Linked DNA regions of Mus musculus: regions 1 and 3 are each linked to region 2. Evidence: chromatin contacts called from public HiChIP or PLAC-seq data. All regions are on one chromosome and are shown on one strand. The core of a region is the stretch at or near the end of the contact, and the rest is flanking DNA. Distances in the headings are between cores, read along the strand shown.

The links. HiChIP or PLAC-seq counts read pairs in DNA pulled down with a chosen protein or histone mark.
Region 1: an H3K27ac HiChIP or PLAC-seq map of T-cell acute lymphoblastic leukemia shows a contact between it and region 2, with 2.9 times the contacts expected there. The contact joins the enhancer-like site here to the promoter of Adgrg1 in region 2. A contact is called at or near these places in 9 of 115 datasets of contacts at active chromatin or transcription factors (T-cell acute lymphoblastic leukemia, acute myeloid leukemia, embryonic stem cells and 4 more) and 4 of 9 other capture datasets (adipose tissue, embryonic stem cells, liver and 1 more).
Region 3: an H3K4me3 HiChIP or PLAC-seq map of embryonic stem cells shows a contact between it and region 2, with 20 read pairs. The contact joins the promoter of Tepp here to the promoter of Adgrg1 in region 2. A contact is called at or near these places in 8 of 39 promoter capture datasets (the 3T3-L1 cell line, the C10 cell line, embryonic stem cells and 2 more), 4 of 115 datasets of contacts at active chromatin or transcription factors (bone marrow-derived macrophages and embryonic stem cells) and 1 of 9 other capture datasets (embryonic stem cells).

Annotation. Positions count from the first base shown.
Region 1 is chr8:95,243,576-95,246,897 of GRCm38.p6, forward strand. The region is part of intron 31 of Cngb1 (cyclic nucleotide gated channel beta 1); the gene reads right to left. Among named protein-coding and RNA genes, the nearest start is that of Gm31277, 44 kb to the left of the region's middle. Within about 2 kb of position 1,791, at least 67 of the 459 cell types and tissues checked have an H3K27ac peak or open chromatin away from gene starts, as enhancers often do. A contact at or near this core is called in T-cell acute lymphoblastic leukemia, memory CD8 T cells and pro-B cells, where this site is marked.
Region 2 is chr8:94,975,818-94,979,348 of GRCm38.p6, forward strand. Adgrg1 (adhesion G protein-coupled receptor G1) reads left to right here and starts at 1,292. Exons shown (of 14, transcript NM_001198894.1): 1 at 1,292-1,600. Gm30968 (a long non-coding RNA gene) reads right to left here and starts at 911. Exons shown (of 4, transcript XR_879113.3): 1 at 756-911.
Region 3 is chr8:95,310,172-95,313,183 of GRCm38.p6, forward strand. It overlaps Tepp (testis, prostate and placenta expressed), which reads left to right and starts at 1,427. Exons shown (of 8, transcript NM_199455.2): 1 at 1,427-1,519; 2 at 2,784-3,008. The coding sequence starts at 2,786.

The DNA.
Region 1 (3,322 bases), core at 541-3,040, 270 kb after region 2:
CTGCTCTGGAAAGTACATGAAGCAGGAGAGTGGGGACTAGAATATACAAATGAGAAAAGCCCATTCACAAGGATGTGTCATTGGGAGTAATACTTTGAAGAGGATCTGGGATTTCAATCTATCTGGCTGGCTGCCTCCCTCTCCTCTCTCTTTCTCTCTCTCTCTCTCTCTCTCTCTCTCTCTCTCTCTCTCTCTTTCCTTCTCCCTCTCCCTCCCTCCCCCTCTCAGTATATTGTGTACATATTTATCTATACATTTGTATATACATGTATGTGTACATGTATGTATGTATGCATATGTGTGCATGTATGTGTCAGGCAACCATGGAATGAAACCTTTGAAACCAAGAGCCCAAACAAACTTTCCCTCCTTTTGCACTGATCTGCTCAGGGGAAGGGTATCACCTTGTTCGACACCAGCTACAGCACACACTAGGACCCAGTCTATGGCCACCCTGTGCAAGTCTGTGGTGATCACAAGGGTCTGCTATTAGAATCTGAGCCAGACTGCTGCTCAGACCACGCCCACCTGCAGCGGCCTCCTTTCTTTTGGAAAGGAAACAGCAAACCCTTTACCCAGGGCCTGCTTGTGAATCTTTAGGCTCCTAACTGACTCCCCGATGCCTGGATTCCAGGAGAATCCTCATGTCCCTCCTCATTTCCCCAAAAGGCTCAGGTAAAGAGCTCCTGCCATGCTGCTGTCTGTCTGTCCATCCATAGTATTAATAATTCTCCTAATAAATCTTTCTTAAAAGGATCATCAGCCTCCGTGACCCCAGGCTGGAACCCGTCTACCAGTGAGCACCGATCTCCAAGTGTTAGCAAGAGGAAATCTGCAAACACAGGCCTGGGCTGGATGAGGAGGGAGGGTGTCTCTGTGCTCAGGAGAAAGACATAGGACACACAGGTCTTCAAGGCGGGTCTCTGCTATATAGGGAGTAAATTACAAGATAGCCTGAGGCTATGAGATCACACACACACACACACACACACACACACACACACACACACACACAGAGGCACACACACGGACTATTACATTTTTCTTTCTTTCTTTCTTTTTTTTTCCCCCTTTTTTTCGAGACAGGGTTTCTCTGTGTAGCTCTGGCTGTCCTAGAACTCACTCTGTAGACCAGGCTGGCCTCGAACTCAGAAATCCACCTGCCTCTGTCTCCCGAGTGCTGGGATTAAAGGCGGCTGGACTATTACATTTTTAACATGGATGGTGTTGTCTTACTGTGTTTTGTCTTGTTTTGTTTTGAGACTGGGTTTTACTAGGTTATTCTGGCTGTCCTGAACCTCAATAAATAGACCTGGGTAGTCTTGAACTCATAGAGATACACCTCTACCTTACCCAGTGCTGGGTGTGCCACCATGCCTGGCTTGGACTAGCTTACTTAATCTTCACAACAGACAAAGTAGGAGATGGTTACTTCTATTTTATAGATGCAGAAACTAACCCTAGAAAAGTCAAGTAAATTTTGCAAATTCACCCAGCCAGTATATCACAAAGAAGGGATTTGGGTGTCACCAGCCACCCCACACCTCCCGAGCCTCTCAATACCATAGCATGCTGCTCTGTTTGAAATCTCATCTGAAGGACTAGAAAGCAGAAATCTGCTCTTCTAAAAACAAAATAACTTACTGCTCAATACAAAATCCAAACACACATGCACGCGCGCACACACACACACACACACACACACACACACACACACACACCTGCATTGCTATTCATAGTTGTAAAGCATTGGCACTATGCCAAGTGCTCACTGTGGGGGAAGGAAGGGGAGGAGAGGGGAGGGAAGGCTGTCTGTGACTGCAGCTGACAATAAGCTATCATCCACAAAACCGGAAGTAAGAACACAGCCAAGGGCCTGCCTGTTTTTGAAAAGAGGAAAACACAAGATGGAAAACATGGGAGTCAAGGAGCCTAGGCAGACCAGGTGGCACAGGCCTGTGAGCCCTGCTCCTTAGGAGGCTGAGGCAGATGGAGACGGAGATGGTGGTGCTCACCTGGACTACAACAGGAATGGCAGCCTGGCCAATGGAGCAGGATCCTGCCCCAAATACAAATCAAATATGACAAACTTAAAAGCTTGAGGCTAGGCTCCGTGATAGAGCATCCACCTAGTGTGTGCAAGACGCTGGGTACTAAAGAAAGAAAACAAAAATATCCCCAAACCTAATGTATTTAGCTCCTTATAGGGGCAGATGACAGGCGAAGGAGGACTTGTGACACTTTCCTGAGCATACAGTTTTGTGCTTCAGGAGTACTGTTAACATTTTATATTCTCAAAAATTAAAACAAATCAACAACAACAAAAACAGCAACAACAAAAACCCAATCTTGCTAGCCGTGGCAGAACACACCTGAGATTGCCCTCAAGAAGCTGAGACCGGAAGTTCACTAAGCTAAGCATAGTGGCGCATGCCTCTAATTCCAGCCCTGGAGAGGCAAGTAACTCTGAATTCCAGACCAGGTAGGGCTACACAGTGAGACTCTGTCACAAAAACATCAACATCAACTATAGTCAGATGGGTAGAGCCTTAAACAGAAGGCAAGCCCAGCAAATAAACCTAGCATATTACATGAGAGCTAGTCAAATGTTTCTGTTTTCTTATGCTGTCTCCTGGACCCTCTTCTCCTGTTTGAATTCCCAATTATTCCCTGACTGGTCAATATAGAACTGATCAGCCAATGATTGAATGGGGGAGAGAATAAGCCAGGGGAGGGGGAGGGAGAGAGAGGACACAGGGCACAATAACATTGTGCCTACATCCCTATCCGGTCCCATGCTGGAGTTCCAGTCCAGAGTCCCAGGCCCAAGAGGCAAGTCTTTGTTGCTGAGCCACACTCCAGCCCTCAACTCACATAACTTCAATATTTTACCATAGATATTTACCATAGATATTCGAGCCAAAGGCAAAAGTAACTTTTATCTACTCTGCTTGAAAGTCTTGCCTTCTCACAGTGGATGGGTTAAAAATTCTGAAACATTGTATCATTGGACAAATGAATAAATAACTCAGAAGACAGCCAAGTGCCTTTGGTGTCAGGAAAGGGGTTTAGAAGTGTAGAAAGAGGGCTGGAGAGATGGCTCAGCGGTTAAGAGCACTGACTGCTCTTCCAGAGGTCCTGAGTTCAATTCCCAGTCAACCACATGGTGGTTCACAACCATCTGTAATGGGATCTGATGACATCTTCTGGTGTGTCTGAAGACAGCTACAGTGTACTCAAATATATATATGTATATAATTTATATAAGAATTAAATAAAAAAAATAAAGAAATGAGAGTCACTCCCAGGAGCCCATTATATA
Region 2 (3,531 bases), core at 42-2,541:
GCTTATGTCATCTCAGGGGACTGGTGCTCCCTTTTGATATCCTTCTCAACTCTGTGGCCTCGTCTCTGTCTTTGGTTCCTTCATTCAGTTGCACAGCAGTGAGCACCCTCCTCCTCCTCATCCCTAAAGTCAGGATCACCGACCCCAGGGCCTTTGCACAGACTCTTCCATCCACTAGAATGCTCTGCTCTTGGTACCCCGTAGGCTGCCTCCTTGGATGCTGTCTACACTCAAGCATCATTTCTCACCGTGAATCCAGCCCTGCTCCTTTATCAACTCCCCTCACCATATTTTCTCCCCATTATTCTTACTATAGCTCTGGATAGATTTCATATTTATTGCTCATTAAATTTATGATCTGTATCCCTGCAGCTTTGAGCGGGCAGGGATTTTAGTATATGGCTTGTAGCTGTCGCTCCTATGCCCTGCACAGTGCCTGGATCACAGCAGGCTTTCCACAAACATGTGACGGAATCCATCCGCTGGTCCATCTGTCCATCCACCTATCTATCTATCCATCCATCTTTTCTTATCCACTCACTAGCCATACATCTTCCCTCTAGACCAGACCCTATTCTGGCCCTGCTCTGGTAACTGCTGGGGAAAAGCAGACAAGACAAGCATGGGGATTGACCTGAGGGGCAAGAAACACAGTGGCGGAAAAACATGGCGGGAGGGCCCGGTGGGGAGGGAAGCGAGGTAGATCCTAGGGGACTGACAACCCCATGGGCCTGGCCCACAACAGTGTTTCATACCCCTTGCTCAGAGGATCAGCTTCTGCTTGGATTGGCGTCCTCAGGGAAGTATGGCTCAGCCAGCAGGTCTCTATGTTGGGAGCTAGGTGTGTGCATCAGGACTCACACACATACCCCGCCCCCATACTAGTGCCTGATTGCAAGAGCATTGAAAGAGAGGTGGGTGGCAGGGTCTGAAGGAAGTGCCTGCACGAGGCCTCTCTCCATTGGTGGAGCTCGCCTGGACTTCTCCCCTTGGCCCCCTTCCAAGATACCTGGGGCAGCTGCCACCTCCCATCCCTAGCAAAAAGCTCCAGTTCCTGCCCCCTCACCTTCTGCCTGCTCTGATCCCACCTGAGTCCAGCAGGACATATTGTGAGAGCCCCACCCACAGCCCCGGAGCCCTCCTGTATCCAGCCTGTGGCTGGTGTGAATGGCGCTGCAGACAGGATATGGTCTGAAGAGGCTGGAGAAGCCACAAAGGGCTGGCAGTTTGCAGGTGTGTGTGGGCGTGGCGGCCTGCCTCCCACAGCCTGAAAAGGGTCTCTGAAGCCCAGAGACAGCGTGATCCCGGCCTCCCACGGGGCAGCTTTTACTGTCTAGGGAAGAAATCCCCAAAGTCCATGGAGTCTGAAGACTCTGTCAAGCCTCGCTAGGAAACCTAGGAGTTTTAGAGGGCACTTGGCACCGGAAGCTAGCCGGGTAGGCGGAGCCTCACCTGGATTGAGTTCACAGCTGCCTAGACAGGCTCAGACTAGGTGCTGGGCACCTGGGAGGAGGAGGAGACATTAGCAGCAAAGGCTGTTAACAGAAGTGCCTGCCTAGGCTTGGAGGCAAGACGCTGCTGTTCACAGTGCGAGACGGAGGTAAGAGAGGGCAGCGGGTACGGCATGCACTTCGCCTGGCCTGGCCCGCTTGACCTTAGTCTAAGGTTTAGCGCAGTGCTTGGGAGTTCTCGAGTGTGTGCTGGATCGTATCTCCCAGGGAACGACTGAGTTTGAGGTTCTAGCTGGTCCTAGGATACTCCTTGCCGCTCAGAGTGTGGGGCTGGGCGTGCTCACGAGGGGGCACTGGAACACGTTGGCCAGCTGTGTCCCTCTTTGCTCAGAAGGGCACCACTGCCACGAGGGCCAGAGTGAAGCTTGGACCCTGGCGTGTGGTTGAGGACTGGCGGCATGAACCCCATTTTTCCCTTTGTCCCTAGTGCTTCCCAAGCAGTTTCCTCCTGAGATCCACGGGGGCGGGGAGGGCGGGGGGTGGGGGGACCGGTTTAGCAGCAGCTCACTTTGGTTGTTTGACTTTTGAGGAGGAAGAGGCAGGCAGCCTTTCCTGGTAAGCCAGCAAAAGGGTAGATAGAGCTCATGTATATGTCTCTCTGTTGCTGCCAGCCACAGGTCCCCATGCCTGTCAGCCCAGGTCTGTCACCCCGTCTGCAAGAGTCACTAGAGGGGGTCCCAAGAGTGCACACCTCCTACCAGTTGCTTCCCCCACATGGTAACCCCAAAGATGCACCCAGATAGGTAAAAGTTCAGGCTTGCCATGGCCTCTGGTGGGACCCTGGCATTCCTTCCAGCTGGACCCATGTCCCTAGCTGTACCATGATGGAGATAGACGGGCCCCCAGATGTCAAATCATATATGGCTTCTAAAGCCCCAGTGCCCAGCCCCCAGCCCTAGCTCACAGCCCCCACTCAACCAGACAAAGGTGGGCGGCTGGCGCCGCTGTTTGCCTCTGCCAGTCTGACTCCCTGAGGCGTGTGGGCTGCATGGTGGGCCCCTGCTAATGAGCATCTGTTATCACTCCATTATGCCGCCTGCGCCACCTGCACCCCAGCACTTAGTGGGAGACCCCGGGGGGTTCCCTGGCAGCTGGGCAGAGGGGCATGCAGAAGGCAGGAGGTGTTGGGGGGGGGCAAGGTCTTCCGGGGCTAGGGGGCCCCATGCTCTGTGGGATTTCTACAAAGTACTTAGGATTCCAGCTCTTTATTGTATCAAAAGAGAAGTGCTGGGGATGGGCGGGGTGTAATCGCCACACTAGGATGGATGAGGCAGATCGGTTTTGAGTTCCAGGCCAGCCTGGGCTACGTGGAGAGATGCTGTATTGAAAGAAAAAGGGGGAGGGAAAAAGGGGAGGAGGTGGTGGCAGTCTAGGGGGATTTTGGGTGAGGAAACGAGTGTCTGTGAATTCCCAAGTGAGTCTCCCCAGCCAACATCTCACAAACGCATCTGTGCTGTGTATGTATTGAGAAGGGGATGTGGTTGCACATGAGGGCACAACCAAGATTCCGGTCCTGGAGACTGGCAGTGAGTGACCTGGCATAGTGTTCTTCGTAAGATGGAATGACCTACCCATTCTTCGTACGGGGCTGTACTGTCTTGTGGGGTAGTCCCTAAACCTCTCTGGGCTTCCCTTGCCTGCCTTGGTACCGAGGAGATAATGCTTCTCTGCTTGATCAGAGACAGTTGGACCAGTTCTGGTATCTGAGCAGCTTCCACTCAAACCTCAGGACAGGACCCGGGGAGGGGCGGCATAGACCGGGCACAAGTGTGAAACAGTTGGCAGCAGCTGACATGGCCTTTTTGGGGAATGCTAGTCACCTCAGACCATGCTTGGCTCTCTAGCTGAGGCAGGGTGGCTTCTGTGGAGGGTCGAAGTCCCTCTGTTCCTGCACACTGGAGATATTTTAGGAGCAGCCTCAAGGGGCTAGGGAGATAACTCAGCTGGCAAACATGCTTGCTGTGGAAGCATGAAGGTCTGGGTTTGGATTCCCCAGCGCCACAGTAAAAAGCTGAGCTTG
Region 3 (3,012 bases), core at 177-2,676, 330 kb after region 2:
CCTTGCCAGGCAGTAATGGCACAGGCCTTTAAATCAACACACAGGAGGCAGAGGCGGACAGACCTCTGAGTTCAAGGCCAGCCTGGTCTACAAAGTGAGTTCCAGGACAGTCAGGGCTACACAGAGAAACCCTGTCTTGAAAAACAAACAAAACAAAACAAAACAACAAAACAAAACAAAAGAGGTGGACCTTCGTTTAGGGGTAGGCTCAGCACCGGGCAAGTTTCTTTAAGAGAAGAACTTGGAGTGTTTTCTTAAGTTCCTTGGTCCCTAATCAAGGAGCAGCAAATCTTACAGGACTCCAATAGGACATTCTGAATGACAGGTTTAGCATTTATGCAAATTTATGCAAATCATATGTCAATATATGCAAAAGAATAGACAGCCCCAGGATTCCAAAGCTTGGGATGTCTCACTCAATTTCTGGGGGCTTTGGGATTCTGAGCGAAGCTTCCTGACAGGGAGGGAGGCTGCGGTTCCGCCAGGTAGTAAGGTAGGGCAGAATGGGGGAGGGGTGGAGTATCACTTGCTAATCCCTAGCCTGCTGAGGCCACCACTCTGCCTGATCCCTGCCCTGACCCCAGAGCCTGGCTAATCTCCACCCCTAAAGACCAAAGACAGCGTGGTATCATCTTCCCTGAGACTCATGGGGACAAGGTCCCCTCCAGGCTCCCAGGCAGCCCTGCTGCAGAGCCTGGGGTCTTTGCCTAACACAAACAGTCCTCTTAGGTCCAGAGAGAGGCAGCAGTAGCTAGTACAGGGTCACTGTTCTGGTTCTGGTTTAGGGTCTCTATTGCTATGATGAAACATCATGACCAAAGTAAGTTGGGAAGGGAAGGGTTTATTTGGCTTACACTTCCGTATCACTGAAGGAAGCCAGGACAGGAACTCAAGCAGGGCAGGATCCTGGAGGCAGGGTGCAGAGGCCATGGAGAAGAACTGCTTACTGGCTTGCTTCCTGTGGCTTGCTCCAGCCTGTTTTCTTATAGAACCCAGGACCACCAGCTCAGGGATGGTATCGTCCACAATGGGCTGGGCCCTCCCCATCAATCACTAATTAAGAAAGCCCCCTGCAGGCTTGCCTATGACTAATTTTATGGAGGCATTTCTCTGGTGGGGTTCCCTCCTCTAAGATAGCTATAACTTGTGTCACGTTGATCTAGCCAACACAGTGAAACAGGCTGGGGTGAACCCAGCAGTTATCCCTACCCTAATGTGGCCGGGTCACCTCTATAGAGCCCCAGTTCTGACATTTTCCAAGATGCTTGTCTTATGTGGCTGCCATAGAGACCCAGGGAATAGATGTCCAGTGCCTAGGGATCCTGGCAGCCTGTGTTGCCCAGGGTTACCAGGAGCTTCGTCCTCACAATCAGGTTGCACTGGGCATTGTCTCTGTGATGCTCCTTAGCCTGCAGTTGCCTGGAAGGCACGCCCACATCCTTTCTTTTGCCCACTGAGCAGCAGGAGGATAGACGGTTCTTACCTGCCTGTGCACTTGGGCCTGTGCCCTGCAGATGAGGTAGTGGCTATGGGTAAATGGTAGCAGGGTGTTCTCTCTTCCTTTTTCTCTGTGTTCTACCACTCCATCCTTCCTCATGGAGGGTCAACTCTGAGACAGCTTTTCCACTTTTTCTATCATGCCCCGTCCTGATCCTTCATTATAGTGAGAATTTTGGAATCGTGGTTTCTTTTTTTTTTTAATGCAGAAATATTTTAAGAATGTGCTTTTAATACCCAGGTGTAGGAATATGGGGCTGCCTTGGACTGTCTGAAGCAGCTGACTCTGATTTGCCTCGTGCTCTAGCAGGGGCATAGTTTTGCCAGCTGCAGATAGTTTCTGTGACTTTTGGAATTCTGAAAACTTTTCAGAGGGTCTATAAACTAGGGACCCAGGAGGATTATGGGTTGTTGTTGGTTGTTCAGGGGGGTTGGTTGTAGCTTGATAGTAGTCATGCTCAGAGAACAAACAAGAAGAAACAGAAATTAGATTCGGGGATTTCTTTCCCTTCCTCTCTCCCCTCTATACTTTTTCTCTCATATCTAGTGTTAGTGGGTTGAAAGGGTGGGGGAAAGGTGGAAAAGACTGGAAGAAAGAAGACCCCACAAAGTAGCAAACATTTCATGGTCAAGTTCCTCTCTCCTCCTGCCACCCCATGTCCATTTCTTATCTCTGTAACTTGGAGGGTCAGGAAGTAGAGTCAACAAATTCTAAGATGTAAATGAGTAAAAGGGGCTCCAGGGAATATCTGCTTTTTAGAACAGAGACACTAGGTAACCAACCATCCATCTTTTTCTAATTCAGATCTGTCACATTTCTCTCCTTTAAGAGTCTCATCTATCTATAGCATTTGGGGCAAATGCTAAATATGGCCTAGGCAAATCCAGAGTTGGCTATCTAGCATCATAAGCCACACGGCATTCCAGGCTACATTCTAAATAGCTTTACTATGGCTTTTTCCTGTTCAATATTTAAGTTTCACTTCATCTAGACAGTTCCTAGAGTGTCCTAGCTCCAGCCCTCTCAGATACACGTACACTCTGTGCTGACCTCCCTCAGAGCACTGGGAGCTGTGTGTGTGTCTGTGTGTGTGTGCGTGTGTCTGTGTGTGTGTGTACACACATACACAGAACACATAAATCTGTTGTTTGGATGTGGAGCTTCGGAAAAATCACGGGGCGCACAGAAGATACTCAGTAAATGTTTGATAAATCGTTAAATCAGCATAGGCCAAGAACATGTGCCTATACGGAAGGGCATCTGACTCCGCCCCTCTCTTCCCCAGCGATGGCCCAAATCATAGACCTGGTGCCCTGGGACGAATGCTCCGCCCACTTGTATGCTTCCCCAGCGGTCCTCCTCCCCCTGGAGCGAGTGCGCCACCCACTGGCCGGTGTGAAGCACCAGCTCTACCACCCGGCCTTGCCTTCCCTTCGGCGCATGGATATGGACACTGTCAAGGGTTGCCTCTCCGATGAACACTGCCAGTCTTCCACCTACTTCTCCAAAGGTCA